2 separate regions of the Mus musculus genome follow, and region 2 is linked to region 1. The links are chromatin contacts, called in public HiChIP or PLAC-seq maps. All regions are on one chromosome and are shown on one strand. Each heading gives the region's core, a stretch centred on a gene start, on an enhancer-like site or on the middle of the called end of the contact. The rest is flanking DNA. Distances are from core to core; before and after follow the strand shown.

The links. HiChIP or PLAC-seq counts read pairs in DNA pulled down with a chosen protein or histone mark.
Region 2: a contact with region 1 is called in an H3K27ac HiChIP or PLAC-seq map of embryonic stem cells, with 6 read pairs. The contact joins the promoter of Oscp1 here to the enhancer-like site in region 1. A contact is called at or near these places in 1 of 15 datasets of contacts at CTCF or cohesin (embryonic stem cells), 7 of 484 Hi-C or Micro-C datasets (the HPC-7 cell line, embryonic stem cells, macrophages and 1 more) and 5 of 115 datasets of contacts at active chromatin or transcription factors (bone marrow-derived macrophages and embryonic stem cells).

What each region holds. Positions count from the first base shown.
Region 1 is chr4:125,989,820-125,995,773 of GRCm38.p6, forward strand. No RefSeq gene overlaps it. Among named protein-coding and RNA genes, the nearest start is that of Gm32908, 32 kb to the right of the region's middle. Within about 2 kb of position 2,537, at least 9 of the 459 cell types and tissues checked have an H3K27ac peak or open chromatin away from gene starts, as enhancers often do. A contact at or near this core is called in embryonic stem cells, where this site is marked.
Region 2 is chr4:126,055,150-126,061,531 of GRCm38.p6, forward strand. It overlaps Oscp1 (organic solute carrier partner 1), which reads left to right and starts at 3,416. Exons shown (of 10, transcript NM_172701.3): 1 at 3,416-3,643. The coding sequence starts at 3,532. It overlaps Mrps15 (mitochondrial ribosomal protein S15), which reads left to right. Exons shown (of 8, transcript NM_025544.2): 7 at 1-3; 8 at 231-387. The coding sequence ends at 368.

The DNA of each region.
Region 1 (5,954 bases), core at 1,287-3,786:
GCAGAGGCTAAGAACAAAGCTAGGTGTGTAGTTTTCCCGACCTTGGTAGTCACCCCACAAGATTTTACCCTGGCTTTGGCACACCACCTCCTGCCATGGGTCCCTATTTTGTAGGGTTCTTTGGTAGACAGGGGATCTGACTGCTGTATCCACCAACAGGCACAGTACATAGAAAGAGCTCGAGACTAAAGTGCCCAGGACACAGAGAACAGCCCAAGCAGCTAGCTGGGTGGTTTCTCAGGATAGCAAGCAGCTGAGACAAAAGGCATACTGTGAACTGGCCCTCAGTAAAGTCTCTCACACACAAACACACACACACACACACACACACACACGCGCACACACACACAAACACACACACACACACACACACACACACACACACACACACACACACACACACACACACACACACACACACGGAAAAGGATTCTCAATGACTACAGTTATTGGACCCACCCCAGACAGTAAGTAGACCAAGCCCCAAGCAAGAACAGAGCTAAGCCCTGCAAAACTGGGACTGCAGCGCCACCTGCTGGCCACCAGTGGAGAGCACCAAGAAACCGGCTTGGTAAGGAAGATGGGTCAACCCTCAAAAAGACCAGTTCGGAGGTCTCTCAAAGAAAGCATCAAATTAGGACTCAGGATGCTCTCTCTGCCTCAGGGGGCCAACGAGATCTCCTTCAAGTGACAAGTCACAGCAAAACAAAAATTATCTCCCTGCTTCAATTCAAGTCTCAGATGTTTTATGTAGATTTAGATAAGGAAGGGACCACCCAGTTCTTGACATAAGGGAGCCCCTATCTGACCAGACTCAGCGTTAGAGGCAGGATGGAAAATTGAGAGTGGTGTGAAGTGTGCATCTGGGATCAGGCAAACACAGATCTGCAGATGAGGGAGCCTGGGTGCTGATGGGCTGGCTATGCAGGAATGGGGACCTCATCATGACTGTCATGAACATAAGACTCTGCTCTCCCAAGGGCCAAACCCATGGCCGGATTTATATGACTATAAATATCATCATGTCTCTGTTTTCCCCATCTGTGCAATGGGTATGACAGATTGAGGGCTGTGCCTTGGGCTCAAGGCTTGTAGCCTACAGTGCTGTCCCTGGTTTTTGCTTGTTCATAGTCAGGAGGAAGCTAAGTTGCCCTGAGAACTTCTATAATTCCTCTTTCCCAGAAAGGACAAGCCAGCCCAGCAGTGAGCACAGATCCTGGGCTCAGAATGGAGGAGGCATGGGAAGTGTGTGTTATCCATCAGAGACAAGGCTTGAACATGGGTGGGAACATCTGACCAGCCTTGCCTGCCAAGGACCAGCCTCGGCTCGGTCGAGGTTCTGAGAGAAAGGGTGTCTGAGAGTGGCAAAAACAAGACTCAAAGTCAAATTGTGGGTCTAAGCCGGCAGCCTATGTTGTGCTAAGATGGCTTTCCAGGCTCTGTGTGTATGTGTGTGTGTGTGTGTGTGTGTGTGTGTCTGTCTGTCTGTCTGTCTGTCTGTCTGTCCTCAGTTCTGCTCTGCTCTTTTTCTTGTTATTCTAAAAGCTCTAACAGCTAGCTTTCTGTTCAAGACAGCTCTCTCTGCTAGTAAAAATTCTAAAAGCTCTCTGGATAGCTCATGAGTTTTCAGACCAATGTCAGAAAAGTGGCTATAAAAAAAATTCTTGCTCTTCTGACCAAGTCAGAAATCCTGTGTTAGAAAAATTCTAGAGTTAGTTCTTGGGTTTTCCAATTAAAATCAGAAAAATAAAAAATAAAAAATCCAACCTCTAAAGAGCTGTGTTCACTCTTCAGGTCGCCGTCTCTGGATTGCTCCTAGAAACATTCCAGAAGAGCTGTGCCTGCTCTCTAAGTAATTCTCAGGATTTCTGACCAAGAAATCCTGCTAGAAAAAAATTCTAAGCCGGGCAGTGGTGGCACACACCTTTAATTCCAGCACTTGGGAGGCAGAGGCAGGCAGATTTCTGAGTTTGAGGCCAGCCTGGTCTACAAAGTGAGTTCCAGGACAGCCAGGGCTGCACAGAGAAACCCTGTCTCGAAAAACAAAAAAACAAAATAAAACAAACAAACAAAAAAGAAAAAGAAAAAATTCTAAAAGAGTCATGTTTGCTCTCCATGGATTTTCTGACTAAAATCAGAAATCCTGTTAGAAAGTCTTGAAGAGCTGTGTTTAATCTCAAGAGCTCTCCAAACAGGTCAGCTCTCACTAGGGAAAAAAAAAAACTTTAAAAAATAACTGCTAGCTCATCTCCTGCAGACCAAAAGGCAAGGTTTTTTGTTTGGTTGGTTGGTTTTTTTGTTGTTGTTGTTGTTTTGGGTTTTTTTTTTTTTTTTGGTTTTTCAAGACAGGGTTTCTCTGTATAGCCCTGGCTGTCCTGGAACTCACTTTGTAGACCAGCTGGCCTCGAACTCAGAAATCCACCTGCCTCTGCCTCCCGAGTGCTGGGATTAAAGGTGTGTGCCACCACACCCGGCATCAGTCATTTATTTCAAGTTCCCTCTTGGCCATCCCCATGAATCAGCATTCCATGACCCTAAGAGAGCTGGGTGGGACTCCACCCTGGGGTTCTGCCCTGGCCAGAACCTAAGTTTGCACTGTCCTAGGCTGACCTTGAACTCAGGAATCTGCCTGCCTTTGTATCTGCCTGCCTTTGTATCTCTCTGACAAGCTGGCTCATAGTGCAGGTGCCTCTGTTCCTTTAGATCTGTGAAGCTTTATACAATTCATATTGCATCCTTATATTTTTGCATAGCCTTAAGGGCTGTCCTGAAGGTCCCAGTGTTTTACCATTGTGCTGAGACATTAGCCACACCTTCGCCTCCCAGACTCATTAATGTTAACAAGGAGGACAATCCTCAGGGGAAGACGAAAATATGTACATTATTATACAAACAAGCCTTATGCCCACACCTAATTTGTGTGCAGCACCAGGAGAAATGACCCAAGCCTTTAGGAGAAGCCCAGAGGTCATGAGTGCATCCCAGACATTAGATACTGAGTTTTTTACACAGCTGGAGTTTGGTTTTTGCTTTTGACTGTGACTGTGCCCTGGCTGGATATTTTAAAGGAACTGAAGTTTTAATGTGTTTGAATTTGTACAGACTATGAGAGTTTTTAAGTTATTTATGTTTTTAATGTGAGATCTTGGGGGTGAGTAAGAAAAGAAACATGTCATTCTGTCCCTACCAAGGCCATGCCAGGCTGGCACTAGCCTCTAGTCAGGAAGCTGAAGCTTATAGCTTCTGGATGAGTGAGTCCTGGCCTCTGGGAATGACCATGACCAAGGCACGTGAGGAAGGCTGTCCCAGGATTGCAAGTGCTGTCAGGAGCAGCCTGAAGCCAAGCACTTGGCCAGCTGTGACCTTTATCCTTAGACTCCCAATGCTAGCCAGACCTCACCATCACAGACTGGACCCGAGTGCCAAGGATAAGCCACCAGCTTCTTCCTTGAGACAGGCTCCACTAGGGTCTCCCCCTACACACTGCTTTGGAACTATGGCAGCTTAAAGGGGACATAAGGCATCCCACAGCCTGCTGACTCTTTCTCTGAGCTGGCCCTGTCCCTGCCTCTCCTTGTCAAACCTCTGAACCAAAGTACTCTACAGCAGGGGTGTTCCCTCGGAAAGTTCCCAGGGCAGGTGGCTAGGGAGGAGGCTCAGCTGATGAAGTACTTGCAATCATGACAACCTTAGTCCAACCCCTAGAAAGGACCTTAGTTCGAGCCTCAGAACCCACATATTAAAAAATAACTAGATAAATTGAATGGTTCTACTGATTCTGAAATATTAGTTTCTGTTACTGGAATATATTTGTTAACATTTTGTTTAAGCCCCGTCCCACAGTTACCTGGCAACACTGACTCCCTATAAAAGGGAGATGCTTGCCCCCTCCTCTCTCTCTCTTGCTCTCTTGCCTTCCTGCTTTGCTCTGTCCTCTCATCCCTTACCCCCTCTCTCCGCATGCTCATGACTTCTCTACTTTCCTCCTCCTCCTCCTCCTCCTCCCTCCTCCTCCTCCTCCTCCTCCTCCTCCTCCTTCTCCTCCTTCTCCTCCTCCTCCTCCTCCTCCTCCTCCTCCTCCTCCTCCTCCTCCTCTTCTTCTTCTTCTTCTTCTTCTTCTTCTTCTTCTTCTTCTTCTTCTTCTTCTTCTTCTTCTCTCTCTCTCTCTCTCTCTCTCTCTCTCTCTCTCTCTCTCTCTCCCTCCCCCCCTACCCTCTCAACTCCCCTCTCTACTATTCTGTGGCTGGTCCCTCAGGGGGAAGGGATGCCTCAGCATGGGCCCTCGGAGGCACCCCCTCGCCCCCACACACACACCTGATTACACATTCACCAAACATACTCTTCTCTCCATATCATTTTATCAACACAGCAATGTTCATATTTTTACATTGCACTGCTGATGCCTTGAATCATACAGGAGCTGTGTTCCAGAAGCAGTCACAGCTGTACTTCCTGTTGGCAGCTGAGCTTAGTTGTCTAAGAATCTCCCAGGTGGTACTGGTTTTGAAGGCATGAAGGAGTCATGGAGAGCAGCTGAGGCTTGGTGCTATGCCGCAGGGCTGGAGTCTCTGAAGAAATCCCAGGAGAGGCTTTTGGTAAAAGTTCAGTCCAGCTACAGCAGAAGACCCCAGCATTTTGGAGATGCCAGTATCATGGGATGACCACCAAGGACAGCAGCAGGTATAGCATGGAGCCAACCTAAGCCTAGGACACAATCTGTGTGCAGCACCAGGCGGCAAAGGAGAAATGACCCAAGCCTTTAGGAGAAGCCCAGAGGTCATGAGTGCATCCCAGACATTAGATACTGAGTTTTTTACACAGCTGGAGTTTGGTTTTTGCTTTTGACTGTGACTGTGCCCTGGCTGGATATTTTAAAGGAACTGAAGTTTTAATGTGTTTGAATTTGTACAGACTATGAGAGTTTTTAAGTTACTTATGTTTTTAATGTGAGATCTTGGGGGTGAATAAGAAAAGAAAGGTTGTGGCTTCTTAGTGATGTGTTTGTGTGCCAGGTTGACCAAGGGTCAGTTGTGCTATCTTAGTTTTATGTCAACTTGATGCAAGCTAGAGTCACAGGAGAAGAGGGAGCCACAAGTGAGAAAAGAATGCCTCCATAAGACTGGGCTGTAAGCCGGGCGTGGTGGCACACGCCTTTAATCCCAGCACTCGGGAGGCAGAGGCAGGTGGATCTCTGAGTTCGAGGCCAGCCTGGTCTACAAAGTGAGTTCCAGGACAGCCAGGGCTATACAGAGAAACCCTGTCTCGAAAAACCAAAAAAAAAAAAAAAAAAAAAAAAAAAAAAAAAAAAAAAGACTGGGCTGTAGACATTTTCTTAATCAGTGGTTAATTAATAAGTGATGTGAGAGAGCCCAGCCCATTGTGGGTGGGGCCACCCCTGGGCAGGTAGTACGGGGTTCTATTAAAAAAAAAAAAAAGCCAGCTGAGCAAGCTATGGGGAGCAAGCCAGCACCACTCCCTGCCCTCAACCTCCTGCTCCTGCCTCCAGGTTCCTGCCCTGTTTGAGTTCCTGTCCTGACTTCCTTCAGTGAACCGTGATGTGGAAGTATAAATCAAATAAACCCATCCCTCCCCAACTTGCTTTTGGTCAGGGTGTTTCATCACAGCAAAAGAAACCCTAATTAAGACAGAAATTGTTACCAACATAGTTGGCGTTAATGTGACAGACCTGACCATGTCTTTTCGTAGGGGGAGGATGTGGTAGGACTTTGGAAATTTGGACTAGAAAAGCCATTGATTGTCAAACACTCAGTAAGGATGTTCTGTAGAAGCCTGGAAGACAACAATGTTGAGAGCAGTGCAGACAATGGAGGTTTGGCTTGTGATGTTTCAGAGAGCAGCGAAAACTTCTCTCAGCCATCTGAGTTAAAAATCCATGGTTCTGAGCCAGGCGGTGGTGGCACACGCCTTTAATCCCAGCACTTGGTAGGCAGAGG
Region 2 (6,382 bases), core at 2,166-4,665, 66 kb after region 1:
CGGGTACGAAGTCATACAGTTGGTTGCTTTGATCAGCCTCCCTGAACTGAGGTACAAAGAGTAGGAGAGAGAAGCAGTCTGCTTCTGACCAAGGCCTAGAACTGGCTCAGGTCACCAACACATGCAGAAAAAAATAGGGTTTCCACTGAGATAGTTCCCACCGACCTGCTCCAGATCCAAGGTCTTACATAAAATTACAAAGTCTTTTCTTACCCCCTTTCAACCACCAGGTTTACCAGGAGGTGCAAAAGCTGAAGAAGCAAAAAAGGGCCTTAAAAGCTGCTGCAGCTGCTGCCAAAAAAGAAAAAAATGAGGGGGTGCCAGAGAACCCTTCAAATGCCGTACCAGAGAAGACCCAAGTGAACTAATAAAGTCTGTTCCCGTGAAGAATGATGGAAGATGGCCTTCTTTTTAACCTGAGCAAGAGGAGTTTATTTTTAATTTTGCTCTGGGATCTTGGAGGCAGAGTCCCTGCCATCACCCCAGAGGACGCAGTCATAGAAACAAATACATGGTGTTTCAGAGTGGTAATGCCGGTGGCCGTAGCTGTCTACTGGACGGTCCTAAAGGATGAGGAGTTCACTGGCCAAGAGAAACGGCATTTAGGCAGAAGAACTGCAAGTTAAAAGGGAAAGAAATCTAAAGGCTGACAGGAACAGTGAGACTCAAACACTGTAACTTTGGAGTTAGGGCTTCAGTCTGTGAATGGGACTCAGGTATAAAAACATTCAGTTTGCCGGGCAGTGGTGGCGCACGCCTTTAATCCCAACACTTGGGAAGCAGAGGCAGGCGAATTTCTGAGTTCAAGGCCAGCCTGGTCTACAAAGTGAGTTCCAGGACAGCCAGGACTATACAGAGAAACCCTGTCTGGAAAAACAAAACAAAACAAAAAAACATTCAGCTTGCCAGCCAGTGGTGATGCACGCCTTTAAACCCAGCACTCAGGAAGCAGAGGCAGGCAGATCTCTTGAGTTTGAACCCAGCCTAGTATACAGAGTGAATTCCAGGACAACCAAGGTTACACAGAGAAACCCTGTCTTGAAAAACCAAAAAAAGAAAAAAAGAAGGGAATGCCACCAAGAGAAAGATGTGTTAATGTGCTACCTAAGAGCAGTTGAGAGATGAGGGATGAGGGCTGAACCAGCGCAGTTTGGGAGCTGTTGAGGTACCTGAGGCCCTGGGTGTGTGGTTGCCTATGGATACTGAGCCCTGGTGTTTGAATGACTAGTTCCAGTACTTGGGAGAGACATTATCATTTCAAGGCTATCTTGAGTTGCATGGCTACTTTGAGGCCAGTCTAGACTACATGAAACCCTTTCTCCAAAAGTTTAATCGCCAAGAGAAGATATGTAATAAAAAAAAAAAAAAAAAATGGGCCATGTGAGGATGGGAAAATTGAGATCATCTCTGAGATGGAGGAGGAGGTGAGTGGATAGAATCAGAAGTGAAGCTGGACTGTTTGGTTATCACCTCCAGGAACACTGAGGGAGGCCTTAATGAGATGGAGACCTGTGTAGAGGTCCTGTGCTACAGGACCAGGCACCAGCCTTGGGAGAGAACGCCACAGCAGTGGATCAGGCCTGCAGGGAAGGCACTCTTAAATGCAGCCATGGGCACTTCAATATTGCCTGATACTTAAATCCTTTATTCCTCAAGCCGGCTGCCTTTCTATTTTTTTGTAGGGGAGGAGGGGAAGGTAAGGGGGTTCCAGACTGTCCTGGAACTCTGTAGACCAGACTGGCCTTGAGTTTAAAAATCCACCTGCCTCTGCCTTCCAAGTGCTGAGATTAAAGGTTTTTGCGGCCACTGTCCTATTTTCTATTGAAAACAGGCTTACGAAACATAGACAACTTGTCCAATTTTGAAAGCTGACTAGTGTTCAAACCTAGCTCTCTCTGGTTTTGGATTTTTGTTTTTAAAGATTTATTCATTTATTATATGTAAGTACACTGTAGCTGTCTTCAGACACTCCAGAAGAGGGCGCCAGATCTCGTTACGGATGGGTGTGAGCTACCATGTGGTTGCTGGGAATTGAACTCAGGACCTTCGGAAGAGCAGTCAGTGATCTTAACCGCTGAGCCATCTCTCCAGCCTGATTTTTGTTGGTTTTAAAGACAGGGACCCAGTCCTGACTGTCCTAGAACTTGCTATGTAGACCAGGCTGGACTCTGCTTACAAAGTGCTGGGATCAAAGGCAAGTGCAGCCACACCTTGCTGCTCTGTCTTGACCCTATCCAGTCTGACAGTACACAGAGGCAAACTCTGAAAGGGACCGTGTTCTGCCAAAACTTGAGATAGTGTTGGAAGCTGGGCAGATAACAAAATGCATAAGGCCCACCAGAAGATAAAGATGTTTATTACAGGTGGGGCTGAGGTGTTAAGCTCATGTGCCGGGTCACAGCACTCCCAGAGCCTGAAGCAGGTGGATCTCCGAGTTTGAAGCCAGCCTGGTCTACAGAGCAAGTTCCAGGACAGCCAGGACAACACAGAGAAACCCTGTTTCAAAACAAAACAAAAAGGTTCAAGTTGTACTAGACAATTTTAAAAAGTTTGGCTCTTGGGAGGAAAGAAAAACGACTAGAAGGTGTGACGTGGAGGATGCCACAAGCAGGAAGGAAGACATTGAAGGAATGAGCTGTGTTTTGTAAGCGGCGCCTTTTGAAATTTAGTCCAACAGCATCAGAGCAGTGACACAGAGGAACGTAGGAATGCAGAAAGGGGAATTAAGGAATGCGAGGATTCTACAAGGAAAAGGAGGAAGTGGCTGATTATTAAAGGAGGTGGATGTAGGTTCCAAAGCTCAAGTCTCAAGATTGCTGTGGCTGGAGAGAGAAGTGCTTAGCAGAAACACTGATGACGAATCGTCTGAAAAGGTCCAGCCGTAGGTGAAGAAACGCGAGGGTGCTACTTAAGTTGCTAGGAGGGCCGGGCTGGGTTGCCTCACTGAGTAGTAAATCCGGCGTAACATCGCTTCCAGGAGGGGTTAGAAAGGAGACAAATGATATAACTAATCGAGATGAGGGATTATAATAACTCAGAATGCCTTCGTGGCGCTTGCCATGACCTCACTGGTTCCTCTGCACGTCCCTGGGAGATAGTTCACAAATCTGCCCGCAGCACAGCAGGCCATGGCGGACCGGGACGCTAGACGACTCTAGGCGAACGACTCCGAAGACGCTGGGGTTGATTTTCCTAGTTTCCGGTGCGATGGCTGGGCCACGGCAGATACGCGCGGCTGGCTGGAACGCTCCCGGCGACACCAAAGCTAAACTGGAAAACTCAAAACCAGCGCTCCCGGGAGGCCAAAGGTGCGCGCCTCCGTTTGAACCAATCCCCTGAAGCGATCTTTGTCACTTAACCCAATAAGCGCCGGTCTTCGGCCACCTCCTATCAATCCACCATGTGATTGGTTCGCCTTTCTGTTCCCGGCGTTGCCCCAGCAACCGGGCTATGGACGCGTAGGGGCCTCCAGGCTGCTAAATCACAAACCCTGGGGTTCTTCCTTCATCTACCCTGCGGGTTTCCGGCACTATGTCGGTTCGGACTCTGCCGCTGCTCTTTTTGAACTTGGGCGGGGAGATGCTTTACGTCCTAGACCAGCGACTGAGGGCCCAGAACATCCCCGGAGACAAGGCCCGCAAAGGTAAGTAACGCCCCCGCAGCCTTGATCTGTTCCCTTCCTCACCGCACTAAATGTCCCTATACAGAACCGCAGCCTAGCACCAGCCCCCCTCCAACCTCCGTCCTGATACCCAGGCCGACCGGCACCTGACCCCCTTCCCCTCATCCCAATAGCCAAACCGATGCCTCTGCGCACTTCTCTTTGACAGCCGGGTATCTTTCTCAAAAGACGCAGAGCCCATGCAGTTGGAAGCCCTCCGGAGTCAAATTAATTCTCCAAAAGAGCATTTCCCCACAGAGAAGCCTAATACATTGGACATACTTACAGTGCCTGAGCCCTCGATTTCCCAGTCTCTGGAAATCTGTCTATTTCCAAAAGTAGTTACAGTTGACAAGATACTTTTGGCAGGTATAACCATCCGTTAACCCCCACAAAACAGATGGGGACGCCCGCGTCTCTGTCCTCCTACGTAAGCAGAAGCCTGGTCATGCTCATTTCAGAAGCCATTTCTAGAAATGTAGGGCCCCAAAATAATATAGATAAGAACGAAAACATGCTTCTTGATTTTGCAAGTGTTGGAAGGGGTTGCAATTGTGAAAATACTTTTGGAAGGCTTATAAAATGCAAAATTATGCCATGTGTAGTGCAGAGAGAAACGACCACCCAAAACACGCTGCCAGTCTATCTTACTTCTCAGCAAACAACTTTGTTCACCAAATTTGCTGGGCTATTGTATTTGTAGGCAGAGGAGTAAACATTTATCTAAAGGACAACTGAACACTAATGAAAGCTCGATTTCCTCCCAACAGCTTATGTCCCCTCCATTGATGTTAAACAGGCACATTCAGATGGTGTGTCTGATTTTGTGTAAGTGCATACGTAAACAGACAAGAGAACCCTCTGGACCACTCCCTTCCATTCATTCCCAGCCTTGCTACCAGGGGCTTTACAAAATGCAAATATGTCTAGTGGGGCTTTATAAAATGCAAATATGTCTAGTATGTCTCTCCTCAAAATTGCCGACAACCTTCCACTCCTGTCTAAATGGAGACCAAGTCCTAGGCAGAACACGTTGGGGCCCTCCGATTAGGACACTGTCTTAGTCAGGGTTTCTATTCCTGCACAAACATCATGACCAAGAAGCAAGTTGGGGAGGAAAGGGTTTATTCGGCTTACACTTCCATGCTGCTGTTCATCACCAAAGGAAGTCAGGACTGGAACTCAAGCAGGTCAGGAAGCAGGAGCTGATGCAGAGGTCATGGAGGGATGTTCTTTACTGGCTTGCCTTCCCTGGCTTGCTCAGCCTGCTCTCTTATAGAACTCAAGACTACCAGCCCAGAGATGGTCCCACCCACAAGGGGCCTTTCCCCTTGATCACTAATTGAGAAAATGCCTTAGAGTTGGATCTCATGGAGGCATTTCCTCAACTGAAGCTCCTTTCTCTGTGATAACTCCAGCTGTGTCAAGTTGACACAAAACTAGCCAGTACAGACACTTTGAGTCCCAATCACACCAAAGTGTGTGTAGATCTTTAACCTGTGTCCTTCATGACTCCGTCCTTTCCCCGACCTCCTGAAGAGTCTCGTCCCTCAGGAGCCTCCCTCCTTCCTCAGAAGGACCTGCTTCTGTTCTCACTGTGTCCTCCCGTGCTTCTCTTACCTTACCACATGGCTGGCAGATCGATGCTCAACTGTTTGCCTGTGTCTCCCCACTTGTTTGTCTTACACATGTTTGTACTTCAGCATCTAGCACTCGACTCGCAGATGAGAATAAATCAGTGCTCACTACAGGGTTGAGGAGCAACCTGCCGGTGTTGTTATACGCCATTGTGTTCCTTCCTCGGGAGGCTTGTTTCTTGCTGCCTGTGTGATGCGATTTCACTCAGGCTAATAGCCCTAGTGGAGGGGCAGGCTCGATTTCTCTAGATAGTCCGCATCTTGGAGGACAGTGTAAATTAGCAATTTACATTATTAACGTGGCCTTTGAAGGCATACAAGTCTAGATCCCACATGTAGCTAGCTGCGGGATCTTCAAGTGTGATGACCTCTGTAAGCTTGTTTCTCTATAAAATGATGATAATAATACACACCTGAGAGCGAAGCTATAATGTGCATTTCATGTTCACACAATTAGTAGTTGGTGTTGCCTTTCAAGAGGAGGTCTGAGCCAGGCGTGGTGGCGCACGCCTTTAATCCCAGCACTCGGGAGGCAGAAGCAGACGGATTTCTGAGTTCGAGGCCAGCCTGGTCTACAGAGTGAGTTCCAGGACAGCCAGCGCTATACAGAGAAGCCCTGTCTCAAAAAAAAAATAATAATACAACATATACATGCTATCTTTTCTTACATAAAACCCACTATTGTAGCAAAGGCTGGCCTTGAACTCTGATCCCCCTGTTCCCATCCCCTCAGCGTTGGTACCCCAGTTGTGTTAAGAGTGATGGTCTTTTCTGGTTTATTTATGGAGTCTCAGCCATCTTTAGTGATTCATTTTCATCCACTCACTCATTCCGCAGTGTATGGCCGATGTCACACCATGTGAGATTCTGGGGAGAACCAGGTTGAGCCTGTCTGTCCCTGGAAGTGGGTTACTGATGAGTGCGATCCATAACTGATTCTAAAACTCAAGACCCATCACCATAATGACAACAATACAATACTTGTTTTTGCTTTATTGAAACAAGGCTCACACTGTAGCTGTTCCAACAGTCCTCTCGCCTCAGCCTCCCAAGTGCTGAGGTTGTAGGCACGAGCCACCACTCT